Linked DNA regions of Mus musculus: regions 2 and 3 are each linked to region 1. The links are chromatin contacts, called in public HiChIP or PLAC-seq maps. All regions are on one chromosome and are shown on one strand. Each heading gives the region's core, a stretch centred on a gene start, on an enhancer-like site or on the middle of the called end of the contact. The rest is flanking DNA. Distances are from core to core; before and after follow the strand shown.

Region 1 (3,280 bases), core at 549-3,048:
TATATTTACAATAACTGTAAAATAACATTGAACTCTATAACTTCTTCGAGGTCTAAGGAAAATCAAAACACTTTCCGAAGAATGGAAAATAGCTTTTTTTTAAAAAAAAAGTCCTTCTACAAAAGTTCCCCCTCTCTTTGTACTTTTAAGAAAAAATAACTTTTCCCCCCTGCTTCGCCATGCGAAGGGTACTGGGATATAAATAGCAGGTTAACATTATTACCAACAACCAGAATAAGTCTCTCTTTTCTCTGCTCTTTTTTCCTTTTGCTTGCCTTTTTAAAATACAGTAGAAGCCGGGTAACTTTTGACGTATAATACTGACCTTTTAATAAGTAAATTAAAACTGGGACCGTATATACACACACATATACATTCCTACACAGTTAAACAGTGCATTACAGGAACCAGAAAGCCAGGTCTCTGTAGCCAAGAAGAAAAAAAGTTCATTGAAAACCCTCGCTAGAGGGTGGTGAAACTGGTTGGAGGTGGTGGGGGTAGGGGGGGCGTTGGTGGGGATCCATCAAGTGTCTGGGCGCGGGCAGGGGGCCCCCCCGAGTTCTAGCAGGAACACTTACACTCGGAAATGATGGGGTACTGGATGGGAATCCAGCCGCAGCGCTGACCCCCGCGCCGCTGACAGCGCCACCGCAGCACCGTGAGGTGCACAGACTTGGATGGCTTACACACCATGCCCTCGGGCACAGAGCAGGAGCGCTTGCTGAAGCAGCTGCCCACCTTCACGTAGCGTGGCCAAAAGCGGCTGCCTAGGTCATTCCACGCGTACAGCACCGGGCAGAAGGTCTGTGACCACAGCCACATCTGTAACTTCCTCCTCAGCTTCTTGCTCAGGCGCTGTTTCTTGCCTTGGGCCAAGCCCTCGGAGAACTCCAGCCCTTTGATCTCGCTCGGCATGGCCCCCGACGGCCGCTGCCGCAGCAGCTGGTCCAGCTCCGCCAGGTCCTCGGCACCTCCAGCCGGTCCCCCGCCCCCTCCGGGTCGGTCCTCAGGGGGCGAAGTAGCCATAAAGCCCGGGTCGTAGTGGCCCCCGAGCAGCGAGCGCAGCAGCGTCTCGTTCAGATCCTTCTCCTTAGGGTCAAAGATAGGGTCTGGATGTTCGATGAGGTCCACCAGGGGCAGGTTGTCGCTGGGTGCTGGGCGGATGTGTAGATAGTGCTGGCCGCCGGCTGGTGCTGCCCGCAGCCCCAGGACCACCACCAGGGCGTAGAGGGTGACCCCCAGGCTGGGGCAGCGCTCCATGCCTCCCGCGCGCGCCCCGGGGCTGCCTCTTCGTCCCGCGTCCCCGGAGGAGAGCACGCCGAGTCCGCGGCGCTGCCGTGCTCCCCGGTCCCTCCGGAGGTGGCTCACCCGAGGCTGAGCAGGCGCAGGGCAGGCAGCATGAGCCGCGAGGAGAGCCGTTCGCGCAGCGCCGGCTCCCGCCGCGGCGCAGAAGACGCGCACGAGTTGGTCGCAATTCCCCCCCGCCGCTCTACTTGGGAAGGCGGCCGCGGTCGGGCATCCGAGATTACTCCAGCGCGACCGTGGGGCGCTGGGGGCGCCGGCTCCTCGCTGTTCTCCCGGGCTGCCGGCGGCGCAGGGCGCGTGGACGAGCCTTTTCCCTCCTCCTCCTCCGGTCGCTCGGCGTCTTGTTTCTCTGTGCGGAGCCTCCGGTAGAGCGGGTCCTGGGCCACTTCTCTCTGCCTGCTCCGGGCAGCGCAGCCGGCTCTGCCCGGCGGACTCCAGCGGCGGTGGCGGCGGTGGCGGCGGCGGCGTCCGCGCACGTTGGCACCGGTTTGTCTGTCTCGCAGGGTCCAAGCCTTTAAATTTCCTGCACTTTCAGCTCCATCACCATGGAAACCACTGACTCTCTCTCCGCGTTGCCCCCTCCCCCTTCTTCCCCCCAAACAACAACCCCACCCCCAACTCCTCCACCCGCGAGGAGCCGGAGACGCACGGGCTCGGGGGGAAAGCGACTGCACTGGTCGCCGCGGCGGCGGCGGCGGCGGCGGCTCCGGCAGCGCCCAGGACTGTGCCCCGCCGGACCCAGATGCCCCGGGAAGCCGACAGTCAGGCTGCCCGCCGGAGCTCACAGGCGGCGGCGGCGCGGCAGCGGCGGTGGCGGCGGCGGCGGTGGCGCTTGGCAGGTCTCCGCGCAATTTTCTCTCCCCCCCCCAACCCCCGCCCCGGTTCTCCTCCTCCTACAAAATGCACCGCCCCCCTCCTTTCTCCTGGAGCAATGCAATGGGGCTCTAGGCGCCCCGCCAGGGCCAGTCCCGGGGAAAGCTCGTGGCGGCGCTGGAGCCAGGCTGGAGGGTGCAGGGCTGGAGTTGAGGGGTGTGGGGTTGTCGAGGTGGGGCTGGGGGACTCTCACTAGCTGAGTGATTTGTACCGGGAGGGGAGCAGCAGGGAGATGCCGGGGGCCCGGTTTCCAGTGCAGTTCCTAGCAAGAAATTTCTCCATGTGCATGGAGCATTTTCCCGGGTGCGTGTCTTTTTTACACTCTCTCTCTCTCTCTCTCTCTCTCTCTCTCTCTCTCTCTCTCTCTCTCTCTCTCTCTCTCTCTCGGGCTTGGGGTAAGTCCCCTCCCCCCAACACACACACACACACACACACACACACACACACACACACACACACACACACACACACACACCAAGAGCCGCAGCGTTGCGCAGCGTGATGTAATTTCTAGGTAGCACCCCTTCTCTGCCCCTCAGATCCACGAAGCGGGGAGTCGGGGGTCTTCTCACCCTCCTCCTTCGCCTAGTCCTACCGGGTGAGTGGCGGGGAGATAGAGGTACATCCTCCTAGCCTGTGGCTCTCCTAATCTTCGCTGCTTGGTACAACTAGCTCTCACCTCCCTGGGGGCGGCGCGCCCTCTGCTGGCCCTTTGTGATCCCTGCATTTAGTTCTGGCTGGTGTGTGTGTGTGTGTGTGTGTGTGCGCATCTGTGCCATATTTACACACTGACAGGCACTTTATGCTTTTGAATGCTTTCTCATAGATCTCCAGACTTAGTGTAAACAAAGATCCTGAGATTTTCCTCCAAGGTACTTCGATTTCACAAGTACACAGGTTTGCATCATCTGGCTGGGGCAAACAGCCTCAGTGGGCAGAGAGTGGTGACTAGAAAAGGAAATGTATACTAGAAATAAGGTACCCTAGTTCTGGATGCTGTCCACTCTGGCACATCTATGTAGACCTTGGGTAAGTCGCTTGGGTGGCACTCTAAACTTTAGTTTTTGGATTAGTGACCTAAGTTCCCCCCCCCCCCCAACCA
Region 2 (3,280 bases), core at 238-2,737, 870 kb after region 1:
CCAAATATTTTCTTAGGATAGACCCAAGGTTTCCAAACCCGAGTTTGTATAGTTAGAACCCAGCGATCTAGTTAAAGTTGGCTTATTTTGTTTCCTGACATTAAAAAAAAATAATAAATAATAATAAAAAAGGCTAAACAGCAAAATTCTCACTCAGAGGGCGCCCTCTCTTGGTAGAAGATCACACATAGCCTTCTTTCTAAAAAACATATTTGCCTCTTGTACACTAACACATACACACACACACATCCAGATTAAAATCTACAGTTTGTTTTGGGGTTTTTTTTGAAGGGGGGTGGCTGGAGAGATGGCTTAGTGGTTAAGAGCACCAACTGCTCTTCCAAAGGTCCTGAGTTCAATTCCCAGCAACCACACGGTGGCTCACAACCATCTGTAAAGAGATCTGATGCCCTCTTCTGGTGTGTCTGAAAACAGCTACAATGTGCTCATATAAATAAAATAAATCTTAAAAAAAAAATCTACAGTTGTATCCTTGCATCATCTTAAAAAGATAGCAGCCCTCTAGAGAGATCCCTTCAGTGGGCAGTAGGAGATGAGGGAGAAAATGGCCTAGACTAGAGAACAAGATTCCACAGGCTTCTGATCTGGAGCCTTTGAGCCTCTGTTTATGCAATTAGTGTGAGATGTACTAAAAAACCTAAGTCCCTGCTTCCCTGGACAGTCCTGGGCTTCTAAATTTATGGCTTGCCGTATCTTGGCTGACTATAAAGTGCTTGGTTACTCGGGCCATGTTTGCAGGAGTTGATGACTCTGACTCTAGCAGAGAATCTGCCCCAGGAGAAAAATATTGTTTCTGGCTGTGGCCGCTATAGTCTCTGATTTTCCACAGCGGCCAGAGATAATTGGCCCAAATGATTTCCCCTTTTCCTCCTTCTCACGATTTTCTCACAGTAAAAGGCCTGTTTGGAGACGGTAAATAACTGGCCTGTACCCAGCAGGACTGCAGCGGGCTGCAGAGGTTGCACCCTGACGCCCACTCAAACCCGCAAAGCTCCTGAAGAACAAATATGAAAGATGCGTTTTGGGTACAGCGAGGGATTTTTGAGGACATCTTACTGAAGGGCTTTCATACTTTTTCTAGCTTGCGTTGAAATGGGTTAGATGTATTCAGGATAGGCCAGATGATAAGAGTCCGGAAGTGAGCTTGTGGTGTGGCGGTTTCTTAGGATTTGGAAATTCCCCGCACAGTTTATTCCAGCAAGTGCCTAACACTAGGGAAGACCAGTACAGTAGCTGCGCGGGGAGATTGGACCCGGTTGCGATCGGCTGGAGGTCATATCAAGAAAAGACAACTTACTGTTTCAATTGCTACCCAAAACGTCATTGCTGGCATAAAGAATCGGGGAACTAGGAACATACATTACCATCCAGAACCTGTTATTGTCTATCGTCGGGTTTCCTGCTCCCAAAGGGAAGGAAAAATCCGACCACAATGCTAAGGTTTACCTGGCTTGTGGTCTCCTGATGCCCTCTCCTGGCCAGTATGGCACAGTGCGGCTGTTTGCATGGAGAATAGCGCTGTGTGTGTGGAGCTAGTAAGTGTTAAATGATAGTAAGAGAAAAAGAAAGACCTGGGATAAGAAAGAGGGAAAGAGTCAGGGCCCAGGGACACGGGCTTATAGGACAACACACAAGTCTGAGTCCACAGAGCTTAATATAGTGCAGCTAGAAGGCCAAGAAATGTATAATAAAATACAGCCCTTAGTATTTGCAGATAATAAAGTGGATTCATGAATAAGAGAGCAGGGGAGAAAGGAAAAGAAAGCATGGGAGGGAGGGAGGGAGGGAGGGAGGGAGGGGAGGAGGGAAGCAGGAGCACTGGAGTAACTGCCCCAAACTGCATTTTTCTCCCATCTGTCTTCTGAATAGAAAGATATGGGTGTGCTCATCATCTGAAAGATTTTAATATCATATAAATCCTCCAGATATGTTTTGAAGACTTTATGTTTGAGTCACCAGAAAAGCTAGCCACACACTTCTGTGGAGTCACCAATTCCACATTGTTTTCAAAGATAAAACATCGGTTGTGGTGTGGGTCATTTAGAAAGCTTGCGATGCCTAGATGAAGGAATTTGTAAACTTCAGGCAGAAGCAAGGACCCCTGATGTCCTTGTGTAAGAAGTGCTAATCCAGTTTGTATCACTTGACTTGAAAGTATATCTGTGGCACAGACCATGGGTCACGATGGAACCAACGCTTGTCACGGTCCTCTAAACATGCAAAATGGAGGCTGCTGACTGATGGCTGGGAGATATTTGAAGCTGATTCTCATGTTGCATAGCAAATACTTGCTTCCCTACTAGGTGAGTGGGCTTGCTCGGACTTCCAGATCTCTTAACTGCTGTACAATGTCCTAGTAAACGAAATTGCAATAGCAAACAGACCCCTTCAATCATTTTTTTTTCCATTTACATTGCAGTACCAAGAAAATACTCTTCTTCCATATGGGTACCAGGATTCCATGTTTTGTCTACCTAATGGCTCCAGCCTCCTATGGAGCCTATCCTAGGTCAGAGGAACAGATAAACTCAAAAATGGCATCATCTATCACATCCTTTGGCTGCATCCTGGGCCACACCCAGCTCCAGAGGATGCTAAGAACTGTGATGTAGCTGTGTGCCTAAGAAAATACATCCTGCCAATTAAATTCTTGCCCATGACTACCAAAGCTTCTAGTCACACAGTATTCTTCATTAGCCAAATCCTTTATTCATATATAATCCTTATTATATTGATGTCTATCATGCCACCTCAAAACCACAGCCCTAACAATTATGAATCATGTTGCTTCAAACAAACTGCCAACATGCCACAGCTACATTCCCTTCCACTCATACAGTGGATGATAACAGACCTTATAGTAACATAAAGATAATGTGAACTAACACAGATAATGCACTCAACAAGGTGTCAACTGATGGCGTGACCTTGGGCTAACTTGCCTTTTTCTTTTGCCAAATCGAAGGAGTTGGTTAAATCTCTGTTGGTTTTGCGTTGTGCTTAAAGCATTGCTGGCAGTAGCTCTTTCATTCCCCTCCTAGGATGACTTTAGTCTGTTGTGATGAGGTAACAGGAGCAGAGCAGAAGACTCCCTGGCTCGGGTGTAGCATGCTGGTAGAGTGCTCGTGTAACATCCTTGAGGCCCTGGGTTCCACCTTCACTAGTCCAACGAGCAGGAGGAGGGGAGGAAGCAAGGGGGGGAGGAAAGGAGGTTGGGGAAGGGGGAGAAAGAATATGCACATATAAATTAAGTCATCAA
Region 3 (3,280 bases), core at 344-2,843, 680 kb after region 1:
GCATCTTTGTGTGTGTGAGCGTGTGTGAGAGTGAGCAAGTGTGTATATGACATGTGTGTGGGTGTGTATATGTGTGAGGGTGTATGTGTGTATGTGTGTGAGTGTATGTATGTGTGAATGTGTACGTGTGTGCATCTATGTGTGAGTGAGTGTCTCTGTGTGTGTGTGTGTGTGTGTGTGTGTGTGTGTGTGTGTGTGAGAGAGAGAGAGAGAGAGAGAGAGAGAGAGAGAGAGAGAGAGAAAGAGAGAGAGAGAGTCAGTCTGTGTGTACAGGTATTTGCAGAGGCCAAAAGAGGATGTTGGGTATCCTGGCGATGGAGTTACAGGTAGTTGTGAGCCATCCAATGTGGGTGCTCAGAACTGAACTCATATCCACTACAAGAGCAGCAAATCCTTTTAATCATTGTATCTCTAGCTCCATAACTATTTCCTTTATGAAGTTATGGAGGTGGCTACTGCTCTATGTCTGCTTGTTTTTTTATCTTAATAGCATTCTATGAGGAAACTCGGAAAATCAATGTCAATTGTCCTTCACAGCACCTCTCCACAAACACACACACACACACACACACACACACACACACACAGAGAGAGAGAGAGAGAGAGAGAGAGAGAGAACAGAATTTTAAAATCCTTAAGCCAATGATCTGTAAGAAGATGATGCCAAGTCACTCATTTCTCGGAGAAGTTGGAAGTGGGTGCCTGTATGCTGTTTAGGGAAAGGAGAATTAGCTAATCTTTTGTTTGGCTTTTGTTTTCGAGACAGGGCCTCATGTGACCTCTTGATCTTCTGATCCTCTTGTCTCAGCTTCCTGAGGGCTGGGATTGCAGCCATGCGCCACCAATGCTAAATGTATGTGCTTCTGGGGCTCAAGCTCAGGACTTCTTATACATTCCGCAAGCGCTCTGCCTGCCTATGTAGCTACAGCCCCAGATCTACTTACTCTTGTCACCACTACTCACTGTAGTTGGTTGAGTCCCACTTCAACCTCAAACAAAGGTCAGGGAAATCAAGGTGTAAGGACAGGCAGCCAAATGGTTGATACGATTCTGGCTGTGCACAGTGCAGTGGGGAAGGGACAGTGGAGGTCTCCCAGAGACTGTGTGCTTTTGGGAAGTTGTGGGGGGGGGGGCTTGTTGACTTCCGTGGGGGAGAAGGAACACAATAAGTTGTTGATTTCTTCTCCCTGTTATCTGGGTCAGTTAATCCCTGAATTCAGCTGCCAGCTGAACTATTCCCTGGCCAAGCTGCTCTGCTTTGAAATTCTCCCCCAGGCCACCTCGCCCAATGACGTCAGAGCCGAGAAAGCAGTGCCAGCCTCCACCCCCCACCCCCACCCAAGATGATGTACGAGGGGAAATGCATACTGTCTTTGCTCAGGAAACATCTGCTTGATCCAGCAGTCCTCAGGCAGGTCACTGCTTTATAAGTTAGTGGAACAGAATGGGATGGGAAGACGGGAGCTTCAGAGATTATTCAACCTCACCATCAAGAGTCACAAAGGCAAATGAGATGCGAGGAAACGGGCCTCCTGAGCAGACGCTCTCCAGGGACCCAGCACTGTTGCACACAGTCACATTTCCTAACTTGTAATGGAAAATGAACGCTGTTTACAAGAGCTTAAAGTAGCTGAAATGGGAGCGCCAGCCAAGCTGTGTAGTGGAGGGTAAACTCTTCTTGGAAGCTTTCAGCGGCCCTGTAATTATTCAATACCAGGCCTGAAATATAGACTCCTAATGAAGAATGTTATTCAGTCTCCCTTGGAAAATGAAACGGCACATTCATCGGGAAGCAGAATCCATGACCACTTAAACACAGGTCCCAGGCTCTAGAAGCTGCTTGACATAACACAAAAGTCACTGTGTGGCTTGCTAGGAGCTCTCTAAGTACCATTTCATACTGCTCGGTTTCCAGCAACCGTTTCTCAGCTTATGAGCTAATCAAGAGGAGCTGAGTACAGCAGATAAGAGAAGATGGATGTGGCATTCTGTCTTCACCTTCTCCTGGCTCCAGCCTAGGGGGAACACAACTTCTCTTCACATTCACTTCACTGGGCTGCGAGTGACAGGGCTTTCTCTTTCATCCCTGTTTGCCTACCATCCCTCTCCTCTCCCGGGTCAATCAGTAAAGCCATTCTTGCTGGTGTGTATCTTCTAAAGGTGTTGAATCAGAATGAAAAGGCAAATACTGTCGAGGGGAGGGGGAGAAAAAAAGCCTTGAAGCATTAAATGACTCAGACTGAAAGTTTAAAGATCCTGAAAATCATGCCTGACCTGCTGGCACCGGGCTTTGAACCCTAACAATTTGGATTCAAAGTGAACGGAGGAGAAGCGGGGATCACAGGGATGCTTTGCTGTAATCTGTCTTCTGCTTTCATCTTGGACTCAACATTTTTCGGCTATGGAGAAGAGGGGGAACAAATGAGGTCTTACCATCAAGGACCCTGAGGCACAAATTGCATTCTTGACATGGGCCATCACTTGGTCCCCTGTCCACACCTTCACTGTCTTCTGTTAAGACTCATTCCTTTGGAATCCTATGGGATAATCAGCCATGTGTGACAAGCTTGTATTTCACTTTCTCTTCATGGCTGGGTGAACCCATGCCTTCCCATCATTGTGCACATGTTCTGTGTCTCTGTAGACGATGAACATCCTATTCGAAGAAGCCATTCCACCTTCAATGAATGTTACCTCGCCTATCAGGGAGGACAGGAAACCTGACCATGCTCTGTCGCTGTATGTTAAGAAATGTCGCTCACATTAAGAAGTGAGGACCAGTCACGTGCACCAGAATAAATATATAGAATGCATGTATTCATACAAAGATGTGAGACACACACCCCCCCCCCATAGGGATGTCCCTGTATTTGAACATTTAGTTCCCAGTTGGTGGAGTTGCTTGGGAAGGCTGGGAATCCTTTAGGGGGTGGAGTCTTGCTGGAGAAAGTATTTTACTCAAGATGGGCTTTGATGCCTTCTAGGCTGCCTTCCCCATTCCCTCCCCTTCCTATGTGCAGAGGAAATGTGAGCACTCCAGTTGTTGACTGCCATGCCTTCCTCGCCATGATGGTCTATGCCCCCTCAGAAACGGCAAGCTAAAATAAACCTCTTCCCCATCTTAGTTGGTTTTTATTGGTGTGTCCTACTACAAAAAAAGTAACTGATAAGCAAGTCAACCAATTTAATAATTTATCTAAAGCCCTCCATATGTGGCCTGATCAAGAAATAAGTTCCTTCTACTGTCTCAAGAGGGAAGAAAAAAAAAAAAAAAGACTCT

Evidence for each region. HiChIP or PLAC-seq counts read pairs in DNA pulled down with a chosen protein or histone mark.
Region 2: an H3K4me3 HiChIP or PLAC-seq map of forebrain shows a contact between it and region 1, with 22 times the contacts expected there. The contact joins the enhancer-like site here to the promoter of Nog in region 1. A contact is called at or near these places in 1 of 39 promoter capture datasets (hippocampal neurons), 8 of 484 Hi-C or Micro-C datasets (cerebral cortex, cortical neurons, embryonic stem cells and 3 more), 8 of 115 datasets of contacts at active chromatin or transcription factors (astrocytes, embryonic forebrain, embryonic hindbrain and 5 more) and 1 of 9 other capture datasets (embryonic stem cells).
Region 3: a contact with region 1 is called in an H3K4me3 HiChIP or PLAC-seq map of stem cell-derived neural progenitor cells, with 4 times the contacts expected there. The contact joins the enhancer-like site here to the promoter of Nog in region 1. A contact is called at or near these places in 2 of 39 promoter capture datasets (hippocampal neurons and trophoblast stem cells), 1 of 15 datasets of contacts at CTCF or cohesin (embryonic stem cells) and 5 of 115 datasets of contacts at active chromatin or transcription factors (embryonic basal ganglia, embryonic forebrain, embryonic hindbrain and 2 more).

What each region holds. Positions count from the first base shown.
Region 1 is chr11:89,300,761-89,304,040 of GRCm38.p6, forward strand. Nog (noggin) reads right to left here and starts at 1,799. Exons shown (of 1, transcript NM_008711.2): 1 at 1-1,799. The coding sequence starts at 1,260. The coding sequence ends at 562.
Region 2 is chr11:90,168,689-90,171,968 of GRCm38.p6, forward strand. No RefSeq gene overlaps it. Among named protein-coding and RNA genes, the nearest start is that of Gm11494, 27 kb to the left of the region's middle. Within about 2 kb of position 1,488, at least 39 of the 459 cell types and tissues checked have an H3K27ac peak or open chromatin away from gene starts, as enhancers often do. A contact at or near this core is called in forebrain, hippocampal neurons, nephron progenitors and 1 more, where this site is marked.
Region 3 is chr11:89,977,123-89,980,402 of GRCm38.p6, forward strand. No RefSeq gene overlaps it. Among named protein-coding and RNA genes, the nearest start is that of Pctp, 24 kb to the right of the region's middle. Within about 2 kb of position 1,594, at least 77 of the 459 cell types and tissues checked have an H3K27ac peak or open chromatin away from gene starts, as enhancers often do. A contact at or near this core is called in forebrain and stem cell-derived neural progenitor cells, where this site is marked.